Linked DNA regions of Sus scrofa: region 2 is linked to region 1. Evidence: chromatin contacts called from public HiChIP or PLAC-seq data. All regions are on one chromosome and are shown on one strand. Each heading gives the region's core, a stretch centred on a gene start, on an enhancer-like site or on the middle of the called end of the contact. The rest is flanking DNA. Distances are from core to core; before and after follow the strand shown. Region 1 holds the start of TMEM160 (transmembrane protein 160). Region 2 holds the start of ZC3H4 (zinc finger CCCH domain-containing protein 4).

Region 1 (5,876 bases), core at 857-3,356:
TGTACGTCACAGACTCAGCTTGGATTCCGCATTACTGCGGCTGCGGTATAGCCCGGCAACTGTAGCTCACATTAGACCCCTAGCCTGGGAAACTCCATATGCTGAAAATGCACCCCTAAAAAGCAAAAATAAATAAAGCCATTTGTGGACCCAGAGACAGAAGCTGGCCCCTGAAGTTTGGCAGTGAAATCAGGTCCCTCTCAACTCATAGGCTTAAACCTAAAAGGAAACTTTTTTTTTTTTAATCTTTTTAGGGCCGCACTCGAGGCATATGGAAGTTCCCAGGCTAGGGGTCGAATTGGAACTATAGCTGCCAGCCTACACCACAGCCACAGCAACACCAGATCTGAGCCTCATCTGCTACTTACACCACAGCTCACTGCAACACTGGATCCTTTAAACCACTGAGTAAGGCCAGGGATCCAACTTGTGTCCTCATGGATACTAGGCAAGTTTGTTACCTGTGAGCCACAAAGGAAACTCCTACAATTATTTATTGCAGGGAAAATCGCAAACAATCTAGGGCTTGGGATCAATTGTGGTACCTTCTTATGAAGCATCAGTGTGAACCGTTGAAACAGGCTGCGCGGAACAGGGGGTAGGGATTGGCTTGGGAAATGGGATGTGTATTACTTATCATTAGATGATTTTGTAACTTTTTTTTTACTTTGTAACTTTTGCATCTTGTACTGTGTTCAAAAAAATATTCATACATATATATATATATACACATACATATATATGTATATATAGTCTTTTTAGGGCCACACCCGTGGCATATGGAGGTTCCCAGGCTAGGGGTCCAATCAGAGCTGCAGCTGCTGGCCTACACCACAGCCACAGTAATGCAGGATCCTAGCCACATCTGTGACCCTACACCACGGCTCACAGCAATGCCAGATCCTTAACCCATTGAGTGAGTCCAGGGATCGAACCCACGTCCTCATAGATACTAGTTGGGTTCATTAACTTATGAGCCACAAGGGGAACTCTTAAATAATATTAAAAAAAAAAATTATGCTGGAGTTCCCGTCGTGACGCAGTGGTTAATGAATCTGACTAGGAACCATGAGGTTCCGTGTTCATCCCTGGCCTCTCTCAGTGGGTTAAGGCATTGCTGTGAGCTCTGATGTGGGTCACAGACGCGACTCAGATCTGGCGTTGCTGTGGCTCTGGCGTAGGCAACAGCTTCGATTAGACCCCTAGCCTGGGAACCTGCATATGCCACGGGTACCGCCCTAGCAAAGACAAAATAATAATAAATAATAGATAAAAATATGCTGGAGTTCCTATCGTAGCTCTTTGGAAATGAATCAGACTAGGAACCATGAGGTTGCAGGTTCGAGCCCTGGCTTCGCTCAGTGGGTTAAGGATCCGGCATTGCCGTGAGCTCTGGTGTAGTTCCCAGACGCGGCTGGGATCCCGCGTGGCTGTGGCTGTAGCTGTGACGTGGGCCGGCGGCTGCAGCTCCCATTCCATCCCTAGCCTGGGAACGTCCATATGCCCCGGGTGCGGCCCTAAAAAGAAAAAAAAAATATGCCGTTGCAAAGTATTCAGTGCTACAGGTCAATGTTCATGATTGATTAGTGATTGACAAATTAATTTTTTTCATATAACAAACGTTTTACATCTCTTTCGATAAAAGACAGAATCCCCTGGTGTGGCTCAGTGGGTTGAGGCTCCTGCGTTCTCATTGCTGTGGCCCGGGTTGGATCCCTGGGAAGTTGTGCATGCCCAGGGGCTTGGCAAAAAAAAAAAAAAAAAAAAAAAAAAAATATTAGCAGTAACCACTCATTGGTGGGATTAATGCTGAGTTTTACTTTCTCTTCTGGGCTCTTCGAGATTTTGCAAAGGTTCTACATTAAGCATCACAAGTATTGTTTGGTTTTGGTTTCTTGGCCCCAAGAATTAAAGTTACTTAGCAAAGACTACAAGTACCGGCAGACATCGCGCCTCCGACTTCAGAAGACCCGCCTTCCCCAAGCACAATGAACGCTGGGATTTGAAGTCCAGTTCCAACAACAAGGTGGGCCGCGCAGTACCGGCACAATGACAGAGGCGGGATCAGCGCCATTTTGACCAATGGGCAGTGCGTACCGGGCCTGAGTGGCACGCGTATAATCAATAGATAGGCCGCTAAGCTCGAGTGACGTGAGCTTCAGCCTACCGGCAGCCCATGGGCGGTGCGGTGCGCGGCGGCCGTAGTGCGAACCATGGGAGGTGGCTGGTGGTGGGCTCGGGCTGCCCGCCTAGCCCGACTCCGCTTCCGGGGGGCGCTGCTGCCGCCTCCGCGGCCCCGGAGCGGGGGCGCCCGGGGGTCCTTTGCCCCTGGCCACGGCCCCCGCTCTGGGGCTTCGCCGCCCCCGGTGTCCGAGCTGGATCGCGCAGATGCCTGGCTCCTTCGGAAGGCTCATGAGACAGGTCTGGGGATGGGGTCGGCCTCGGATGGGAGTAGGGGTTCCGAATAGCTGAGCTGCCCGCGCGCGCTAGCGGATGGTGGTGGGACCCTGCTGGAAACCTGGCCCAGGGAGAGGCTCAGGAGGAGGAACGGCTTCCGTGTAAGAGCAGGGAAGCGCTGGCTGCAAGAGCGCAGACTGTCCGCATAGAAGGGCTTGCAGATGCGACCGCGGGTCTGGTTAATGAGGTTCAGTAGGGACTGGAGAGCTTTGTCGGGCCAGGACAGGCAGCCTTATCAAACGGCCCTGTCCGGATGGCGGAGGCTTTCAAAGAGGGCTAGGGGCGAGGGAGTTGCCTACAAGAGGGGGGCCTCGTTGGAGAGGCCAGTTCGGATTAAAGAGGCGACCACTCTGCATAAGGCGGGAGCGTGGATCCCCACAGAAGAGAGGGCAAGTTCTGGGTTGGAAGAGGGAACACCCAATAGAAGAGCAGCTCTGAGCTGATTGGAGGGCATGGTGCTCCTGGCTGCAGGGGGTGGGGCCTCATTTGGCAGGGTGCTGGGTGGGGGTGGAGGGGTCCGGGTTGGAGAGGATGGGCTTTAGAGATCGTGGACAGGTGTAGCGGTGGGGATGGCTGTAACCCGACTAGCCCCGATTAGTGCCACACCAGGGACTTGAGTGGATGTGAATTACCTCCAGGAAGAGCACACCTGATAGCAGCGTGGATTTAGTAAACTGAGCGGGGAGGCTGGAGAGAGGCCTGGGGGAGCGGGGAGGGGTAACGGTTGGTGTGAAGGTTTGAGAAGGAAGTGAGGGGGTGGCCATGGGGATGTGAGGGAGACATTGACCAAGCTGACCTCTTGGAATCTTCCCGTCCCCAGATTTAGGTTCTGCAGTTTTGGTCCTAGATCCCCCTCCAGATTCTGCAGACTGTCTTGAATCTTTGATGTTGCCAAGTTGGGTGGGAGAGGGGCTCAGTGAGGGTTTTGGGGGTTCTTAGATTGGGGGCTGTCAGGAAGAGGTGGGGATTTGGGGTCGGGTCGGTGGGATGAAGAGGAGCCCCTCTGTCTGGTTGGTCAGGGAGGGGCAGGGGCAGGGTGTGGGCCCTTGCTGATTTCCTCCCATTCCCCCCCCCCCCCCCCGCCCCGCAGCCTTCCTTTCCTGGTTCCGCAATGGCCTCCTGGCATCGGGCATCGGGGTCATCTCTTTCATGCAGAGTGATATGGGGCGTGAAGCTGCTTATGGTGAGTACATACCCCTGCTCTCCCACCAGAGAGTGTAGACGCCTCCCCCCCCCACCTCAGCTAGGGAATGCAGACCCCACTCCATGGGGGTAGACTCACCCCCCCCAACTGTGGCTAGAACCCCTCATTCTTCCCCCACCAAAAGTGGCCTCGGCCTCACTGGTGAGCATCCACCTTCTACCCACCCCATCCCTGCCTCATTGGCACTGGACCCACCTGAGGGGGTGGCTCAGGGCAGGGCTGTGGATGCTCACCCTTTTCCACCTGACTTGTGGACAAAAATGCAGGTCTGGCCCTCAGGCAGCCCCACTCTCGGCCTGGTCCTGCCCCTTATCTTTGCTCAGACCAGCGCCCCCACCCTCTGATCCTGGACCCCCCTCCAAGTCCTAGACACACCCTCTGCTTCCTTCTCACATCCGGACCTTGGCTCTGTACACTCCCTGCCCCCTCCCCTGCCCTCCAGGGCACCCATACCCTTTCTAAGGCCACCTCCATCCCCTGACCCTTCTAAGTCCCCAGGATCCGCTCCCTGACCCCACCCTGCTCTGTCCCACAGGCTTCTTCCTGCTGGGCGGCCTGTGCGTGGTGTGGGGCGGTGCCTCCTACGTGGTGGGCCTGGCGGCGCTGCGGGGACCCATGCAGCTGTCCCTGGGGGGCGCGGCCGCGGGAGTGGGCGCCGTGCTGGCCGCCGGCCTGCTGTGGGCTTGTGCCGTCGGCCTCTACATGGGCCAGCTCGAGCTGGACGTGGAACTCGTGCCCGAGGATGACGGAACAGCCGCGGCCGAAGGGCCCGATGAGGCGGGACGGCCGCCACCGGAGTGAGCTGCAAGGCTGCGGGGGACGGCCGGGGCGCTGGACAGCCCGGGCCCGAGGACCGGGACATTAAAACCTGACCCTTCGCTGACTGCGGCTTCGGCGTGGTGGTTGCTGCGGCGGGGATGCTGAGCGGGGAGGGGCGGGGGCCCGTGCAGAGAAGTCGGGAAGAGAGAGAGGAGCCGCGGGGGCACCGCCGGCGTTTAATTCACAGGGGCGGAGAGCCTGGCCCCCTTGGGGTCCTCACCTGCCCGCAGGTCCGGCTGTGCAGGCGCCTTTTCCAGGCTTCAGTCCCCCTTGCGCTGCACCCTGGTGCCCAGCGGCCCGGGATAGGGCAGGCCCAGGGCGGGGTAGAAGGCCTCGGGGAGCGCGGGGCCGGGACCCAGCCTCTGCAGGTGCGGGTACACGAGGCCCAGCTCGGCCGGGCCGTAGCGGATGGTGCCCGGGGCGCACAGGCCCCGCATGACGGGCGGCAGGAAGCCCGTGTGCAGGAGGGAAGGTGGGGGGTCTCCAGGAGGCGTCAGGCTCCAGGGCCCCACCAGGTCCTGCTTCAGGGCCCCTGCCCGGATGACAGACGTGAACTCGGGCCTGGGAGGGGCCAGGTGGCCCGAGGGCTCCTCATCCCCACTGTCCTCCCGGTCTTCAGGCTCCTGGGGGCTGGGCTCCATTTTGATGGCTTTGCCCCGGGGCTGGGGGGCCTCCTCCTCCTCCCGGGGGGCGGCCTGCTTTCCTTCCACTGGAGGCTCCGGCTCTGCAAGAGGAAGATGCTGAGGGGGCGCCACCGCGTGTGGGCACAGCCCTGGTCCTTGGTCTTCCAGTTGGTGGAATGGAGCTGTGCTCAGTGGTCTAGACCCCAGGGTCGCTGCTGGGGTGGTTTTGTCCCCTCAGGGGACATTTGGCAAGATCTGGAGACCTTTATGGTTGTCACAACTGGGGAGGAGGCTGCTCCTGGACTCTGGCGGGTAGACATCAGAGATGCTGCTAAATGCCATATGGTGCCAAGGACAGCCCCCACTGCAGGGCGTGATCAGGCCCCAGATGTCAGGGGACTGGGACTGAGAGACTGGCCTGGACCCAGGCTGTCCCACAGGACTTCCTTCAAGGACAAATGTTCCCTAGATCTGGCCACCTCTGGCTACAGGGCTCTTCAAATGCGGCCAGTACGACCAATCAAATGGAATTTTAATTTTACTGTAAGTGGCTTTCCTACCACACAGCACAGGTCCCAGAGGCTGCTCGGAGCCTCCCAGGGGCTGGGGTAAGAGGTGGGGCTCACCTGTGGGCTCTGGCTCCGGGCTGGACGCGTCCTCACAGGCCAAGCTGGCCGGAAGCTGAAAGGCGTCCAGAGGTGTCTCCCCTGCCTCGGCTTGGCTGGAACAAGACAGATGGGATTGGGAACTGGGGTCCCAGGCCTTTCAGCCTC
Region 2 (5,876 bases), core at 1,998-4,497, 61 kb before region 1:
TGACCAGTGGTCTCCTTTCTTCCCCAGGGTTTCCAGAGGTTGGAGCCAGCTGCTGGTATTGGCCCACACTCTGCAATGTGTCTTCTCTGCAAAGGACTACTCAAATTAATAACAATAGGGACTACCCGTGACTAGTATCCATGAGGACGTGGGTTTGATCCCTGGCCTCACTCAGTGGGTTAAGGATCCTGCATTGCCATGAGCTGTGGTGTAGGTCACAGCTGCAGCTCGGGTCGACCCCTAGCCTGGGAACTTCCATATGCCATGGGTGTCCCCCCTGAAAAAAGATTACCACTTTTTTTTTTTTAAATGAGGACCACATTATTATTATTATTATTATTATTTTTTGTCTTTTTGCTATTTCTTTGGGCCACTCCCATGGCATATGGAGGTTCCCAGGCTAGGGGTCTAATCGGAGCTGTAGCCACCAGCCTACGCCAGAGCCACAGCAACGCGGGATCTGAGCCACGTCTGCAACCTACACCACAGCTCACGGCAACGCCAGATCGTTAACCTACTGAGCAAGGGCAGGGATCAACCTCATGGTTCCTAGTCGGATTCATTAACCACTGCACCACTGCGCCAGGACGGGAACTCCCAAGATTACCACTTTTAATAGCCAAGGCATGGAAGCAACCTGAATGTTCATCAACAGATGAATGGATAAAGAAGATGTGGTACTGGAGTTCCCGTAGTGGTTAACAAATCCGACTAGGAACCATGAGGTTGCGCATTCAGTCCCCGCCCTTGCTCAGTGTGTTAATGATCCGGTGTGCCGTGAGCTGTGGTGTCGGTTGCAGGCGAGGCTCGGATCCCCCGTTGCTGTGGCTGTGGCGTAGGCTGGTGGCTACAGCTCCGATTGGACCCCTAGCCTGGGAACCTCCATATGCCATGGGTACGGCCCTAAAACAAAACAAAACTACACACCAAAGAAATAGCAAAAAGACAAAAAAAAAAAAAAAAAGGATGTGATCCTATATACAATGAACTGTTACTCAGCCATAAAAAGAATGAAATAAACCATTTGCAGCAATGTGCATGGACCTAAAGATGATCTTACTAAGTGAGGTAAGTCAGAGAGAGACCATTTATACGTGGAATCTAAAAAAATGATACAAGGCTGTACAGCACAGGGAACTGTGTCCAGTCTCTTGGGTTAGAACATGATAGTATAAAAAACGTATAGTATTAAAAAAAAAAAGACAGTATTAAAAAAAGTGTATTTGTACGTGTGGCTGAGTTACTTTGCTGTACAACAGAAATTGAAGTAACATTGTAAACCAGCTATACTTTCATAAAAAGTTTTTTAAAAATATAGTTCTTGTTATGGTTTAAGAACCTGACTTGTATCCATGAGCATGTGGGTTTGATCCCTGGCCTTGGCCCACGGGTTAAGGATCTGGTGTTGGTGCAAGCGGTGGAGTAGGCTGCAGATGACGCTTGGATTTGGCACTGCTGTGGCTGTGATGTAGGAGCAGATCCGATTTGAAATTTGACCCCTAGCTGGGAACTTCCCTGTGTCGTGGGTGTGGCCCCCTAAAAAAAGTGATACAAATGAACTTAATTACAAAATAGAAACAGAGGAACAGACAAAATAAACTTACAGTAACTGTAACAGAGCTCCTGCCCTGTGGGGCCCCTAGGCACACAAGCCTTTCTGTTTTTAGGGAATACGCCTCAGCCTCCATGACCTTCCCTGAGTTCCAAAGGGCAGTGGCTAATCAGGGGAGGGAGGGGATGCAGAGACCAGGGAGGAGCAGTGGAGCCTTGGGGCAGGGTCCTGGTTCCTCCTTAAGGAATATACATAATACATAACAATATCTTTGAGCCTTTCCGTAGAACTAAAACTCTCAAGAAATGGAAGAATTACTCGAAGAAGGATTTTTCATTCTGGGAATGAAGGGGGACCACCAGCACCAGTCCTGGGGCCACTAAACATCTTTTTGTTTGTTTGTTTGTTTGTTTTAGGGCCCCACCCATGGCATATGGAGGTTCTCAGGCTAGGGATTGAGTCAGAGCTGCAGCCACTAGCCTACGCCATAGCCAAGAGCAACATGAGATCTGAGTGGCCGCTGCAACCTACACCACAGCTCACAGCAACATGGGATACTTAAAATCACGGATCAAGGCCAAGGATCTAACTTGCGTCCTCATAGATGCTACTCAGATTCGTTTCCACTGAGCCACGATGGGAACTCCTAAACATCAGCTTTGAAAGACAATACAAGCTTGCCTCTACCCTGATTCTTATCTGTAAGGGCACAGTCTTTAAGGCAGTAGTCTGCTGTGGCCCCCTCTGCCTGGCAAAGCAATAAAGCTATCTTTTTCTCCTTCACCCAAACTCTGTCTCTGCGTTTCTGTTCAGCAATGGTGGACAGAGGCCTGGGTTCAGGCTAGGTTCAAGTCCTAAGTGCTGTCAGTTTCGATACTACACAGAAATGAGAACAAATGAACTTCAACCACATGCCACCAATTAAATGTTAAGTGAAAGAAGCCAGATACCAAAGAGTATGTCTTGTAGATTCTATTTAGATGAGGACATGAAGGCAAAATTAATTTATGAGGTTAGGAATCAGAAGGTCCATTACCTTGGGGGAGGCTGTGACTAGATGGGGCTAGGAGGGGCCTCTGGGTTGGCTTATCATTCTCCATTTCATCATTTAGGTGATTACATAGTATATTCTCTTATCAAGTTGTATAATACTGAACCCAAACCAATAAAAAAGCCAGTTATTTCATCTCCAAAATGGGTTTATCCAGAGACAAATCAGTTGCAATTCAGGATTTACAACTTAAGAGGAACCAGAGGCAAGTCCAAAGAGCAACGGAAGAGAGCCTGGTTTTATAGGGAAAAGGGGCAGTTCCCATTGTGGCTCAGCAGTAAGGAACCAAACTAGTATTCATGATGACTCCGGTTCAATCCCTGACCTCCCTCAGTGGGTTAAGGATCCAGCATTGCCTTGAGATGTGGTGTAGGTCACAGACACAGAACGGATCTGAAGTTGCAGTGGCTGTGGTGTAGGCCAGCAGCTGCAGCTCTGATTCAATGTCTTGCCCAGGAACTTCCAAATGCAGTAGATGCAGCCCTAAAAAGACAAAAAGAAAATAGGTTAATCATTTTACTTTATCAGGAATGCTAATTTCTTCCCTGAAGGAGGTTGTAAATTACCCTGGCAGAGTTTATTTCTAAATTTTATAGTAGGATTAATATAGCATGTGATCTGGCGCCTCTGTCTCCACATCGCTCTCATGCTACAAGAATTTTCTCGGTTCCTGGCATCTAAGTGATCCTTGCCTTGTCAGGGCCTGAAATAAGGTATTTCCTCTGCCTGGAGCTATTTCTTCTTCTTCCGTGTCAGCTTAAACAACCCTGCCCCCCAAAATATTAAGAACCCTTCAGTTACTCTTTAACTTTCAGTTTCTTTCCCCTGGGGCATTATCGATTTTTATATACATAAAGACACTATGTTTCCATCGCCCATCATTGCACTTAGCCATGTAGAAGCTCATAAAGTATCCAACCAAGATCCTCTCTTGAAAATAGGACTGAACAAATTTTTGCAGGAGGCAATGAAATGCCAGCTCTGATTAAAAATCTTTCTGGGCTCTTGCGCGTAATCTTACAACCTCGAGCCAAAAACTTAAGACACTGAGCTTCAGGATACCTATTAAATGGACATAATAGTAGCTTCCTTAGTACAGTTGTGAGGGTTAAACGATTTATCCTTTTATACTGTCGAACCCTGTCAGTGCTCCCAAATCCAGCATTTAAGAGTCTTCCACCTACTACGTTCTAGGTTCTTAAACTCTGCCAAAGCACTACCAAGGCCCGCCCTCTCACACTGCCCAAGGATAACATCCACGACCGAGGTCTCTAATGACGTCATCTCCGGGCCCTTTCGGCTTCATCCTCCGGAAACCTACAACTCCAGGCACCCGGCCACCAGCTTTCGGTTATTTTTTTTTTTCTCCGTAGCTCGAATTCCTTCTCTCCCATTCTTCTGCCTAAACCTTTCGACTCTTCCCGCTGTCTCTCAGGCTGGCAATTCTCTGTTGCCCGCCTGCTCTCAGGCGAATTCCTCAAACTCTCTTACTCTATTAATCGCCTCATCCGCCACACACTTCAGTTCTTTCTGTCTAAATGCTATTACCGCCGCCCGGCCTCACTCGGCTGTTTCCGCCTCCTGTCACCCACCCTTGGCACCGCCTTCGGTTCTTTCCGGATCACCTCGGTTCCTCGTTTCTGCCCACCCCCGCCAGTCCCGACTCGCCTCGGCTATTTCCGGCTCCCCGGGCCTTCCCATTCTTTCTCTAGCTCCACCCACATCGACACCTTCGGCCTTTTCCGCCGCCCTTCGTGTCTCAGCTCCACGTGACACAGCCTCCCTGCTCCCCCTCCCACCTCGCCCTTCCTCCCGCCTCAGCCTCTGGGCTTATCCGGGCCGAGCCGCCATTTTGTGTGAATTTCTGACTGCGGCGGAGGCCGGGCAGCTGGGGCACCTAGGGCGGGCGGGCAGACAGACAGTCGGCCCGTCTCCGCGGCCCGTCTCCTTCCCCTAAAATCCTTTTTTTTTTTTTTTTTTTTTTTAAATCCCCTTTGCTCGCTCTCCTCTTCTCCCCTTCCCCCTCGCTTGCTCCATCGCGCGCGGCCCGCGCTAATTACACCGAACCACCCACCAGTGTCCGTGTCCTCCGGGTCTCCGACCCTCCCCCGGGCCCGCGAGGGGGTGTGTGTGTGGGGGGGGCCCTCTCGCCCCAATGAGGGCCCCGCGCCCGTGAGCGAGTGAACCTAGAGGCGGGCTGCGGAGAAAGCAGGCGGCGAGCGGCCCTCTGAGGCCAAGGCCGCGCGGCCTACGCGGAGGTCGGCGCAGAGGTGATTCCGAAACCGAAAAAATATATACTCATTCCTGTCAGGAGCCCTCCGAGCTGAAGTGTGCCCCTCCCGCCACGCCCAAGCAGTCCTTTTTCGTGCATTAACATCCCCTCCCCCCCAAAGGAACTATGGAGGCCGCGCCCGGGACCCCCCCGCCGCCGCCATCAGAGTCGCCGCCGCCGCCATCGCCGCCACTGCCATCAACGCCTTCGCCTCCTCCGTGTTCCCCCGACGCCTGCCCGGCCACCCCGCACCTCCTCCACCACCGCCTCCCGCTCCCTGACGACAGGTCAGGCCCCCGGCCCGGCCGGGGCAGCGTCCCCGGGGGGAGGAAGAGGAGGAGGAGGAGGAAGGGGGGAGGCCGCCATGTTGGGCCGGGCCACGGAGGAGGAGGAGGAGGAGGAGGAGGAAGGGCGGGGTCGGTGGGTGTCTCTCGCTCGCTCGCTCTTTCTCGCTTGCTTTCTCTCCTGGCCTCATGCGTTTCCCCCCCCTCGCGGCGCTCGCCCGCTCTCCCTCGCTCTCGCTCTGTCTTTTTTGGGCGCCATGCTGAGGGGAAGGTGAGGAGGCGCCCCCCGGACCCCCCGCGCCCGCCCGCCCGCCCTGGGGAGGGGGCGCCGAGGGGGGCTTCGGAGGCCCACTGGGGTCCTGGCTGCCCCTGCGCCCGGAGCTGGCAGCCTCGGGCCCGCCTGCCCGTCGCCTGGCTTCGGGGAAGGGGTTGGGGGAGGGGCTCCCGGACCTTTTTGGGGGAGATCTCGAGCCACAGCCCCGCTCTTAGGGGTTTGGAGTTGGGGGTCTCCCAGCCCCCCGCAATATCCTTTCTCCTGGGGGAGGTGTGCCCTGCCCTTTTTGGAGAGGTCCCCTAGCTTTCGTAGGAGGCAGAAAGTGGGGGTTCGTTCACGTCTTTATCCATCCTAACGGGGGGGTTCCCTTTCGGTGGGGGCTCTAGGACTTTTGGCGGGAGGTGTTTCCGAGCTGTTCCCTAGAGGGCAGAACTGGGGGGATC

The links. HiChIP or PLAC-seq counts read pairs in DNA pulled down with a chosen protein or histone mark.
Region 2: an H3K27ac HiChIP or PLAC-seq map of skeletal muscle shows a contact between it and region 1. The contact joins the promoter of ZC3H4 here to the promoter of TMEM160 in region 1. A contact is called at or near these places in 6 of 47 Hi-C or Micro-C datasets (embryonic fibroblasts, heart right ventricle, liver and 2 more) and 2 of 2 datasets of contacts at active chromatin or transcription factors (alveolar macrophages and skeletal muscle).

Annotation. Positions count from the first base shown.
Region 1 is chr6:52,873,491-52,879,366 of Sscrofa11.1, reverse strand. It overlaps TMEM160 (transmembrane protein 160), which reads left to right and starts at 2,106. Exons shown (of 3, transcript XM_003127241.5): 1 at 2,106-2,421; 2 at 3,548-3,640; 3 at 4,197-4,544. The coding sequence starts at 2,214. The coding sequence ends at 4,462. NPAS1 (neuronal PAS domain-containing protein 1) reads right to left here. Exons shown (of 11, transcript XM_021094623.1): 10 at 5,730-5,824; 11 at 4,626-5,204. The coding sequence ends at 4,741.
Region 2 is chr6:52,936,086-52,941,961 of Sscrofa11.1, reverse strand. It overlaps ZC3H4 (zinc finger CCCH domain-containing protein 4), which reads left to right and starts at 3,247. Exons shown (of 16, transcript XM_005664626.3): 1 at 3,247-3,953; 2 at 4,997-5,162. The coding sequence starts at 3,878.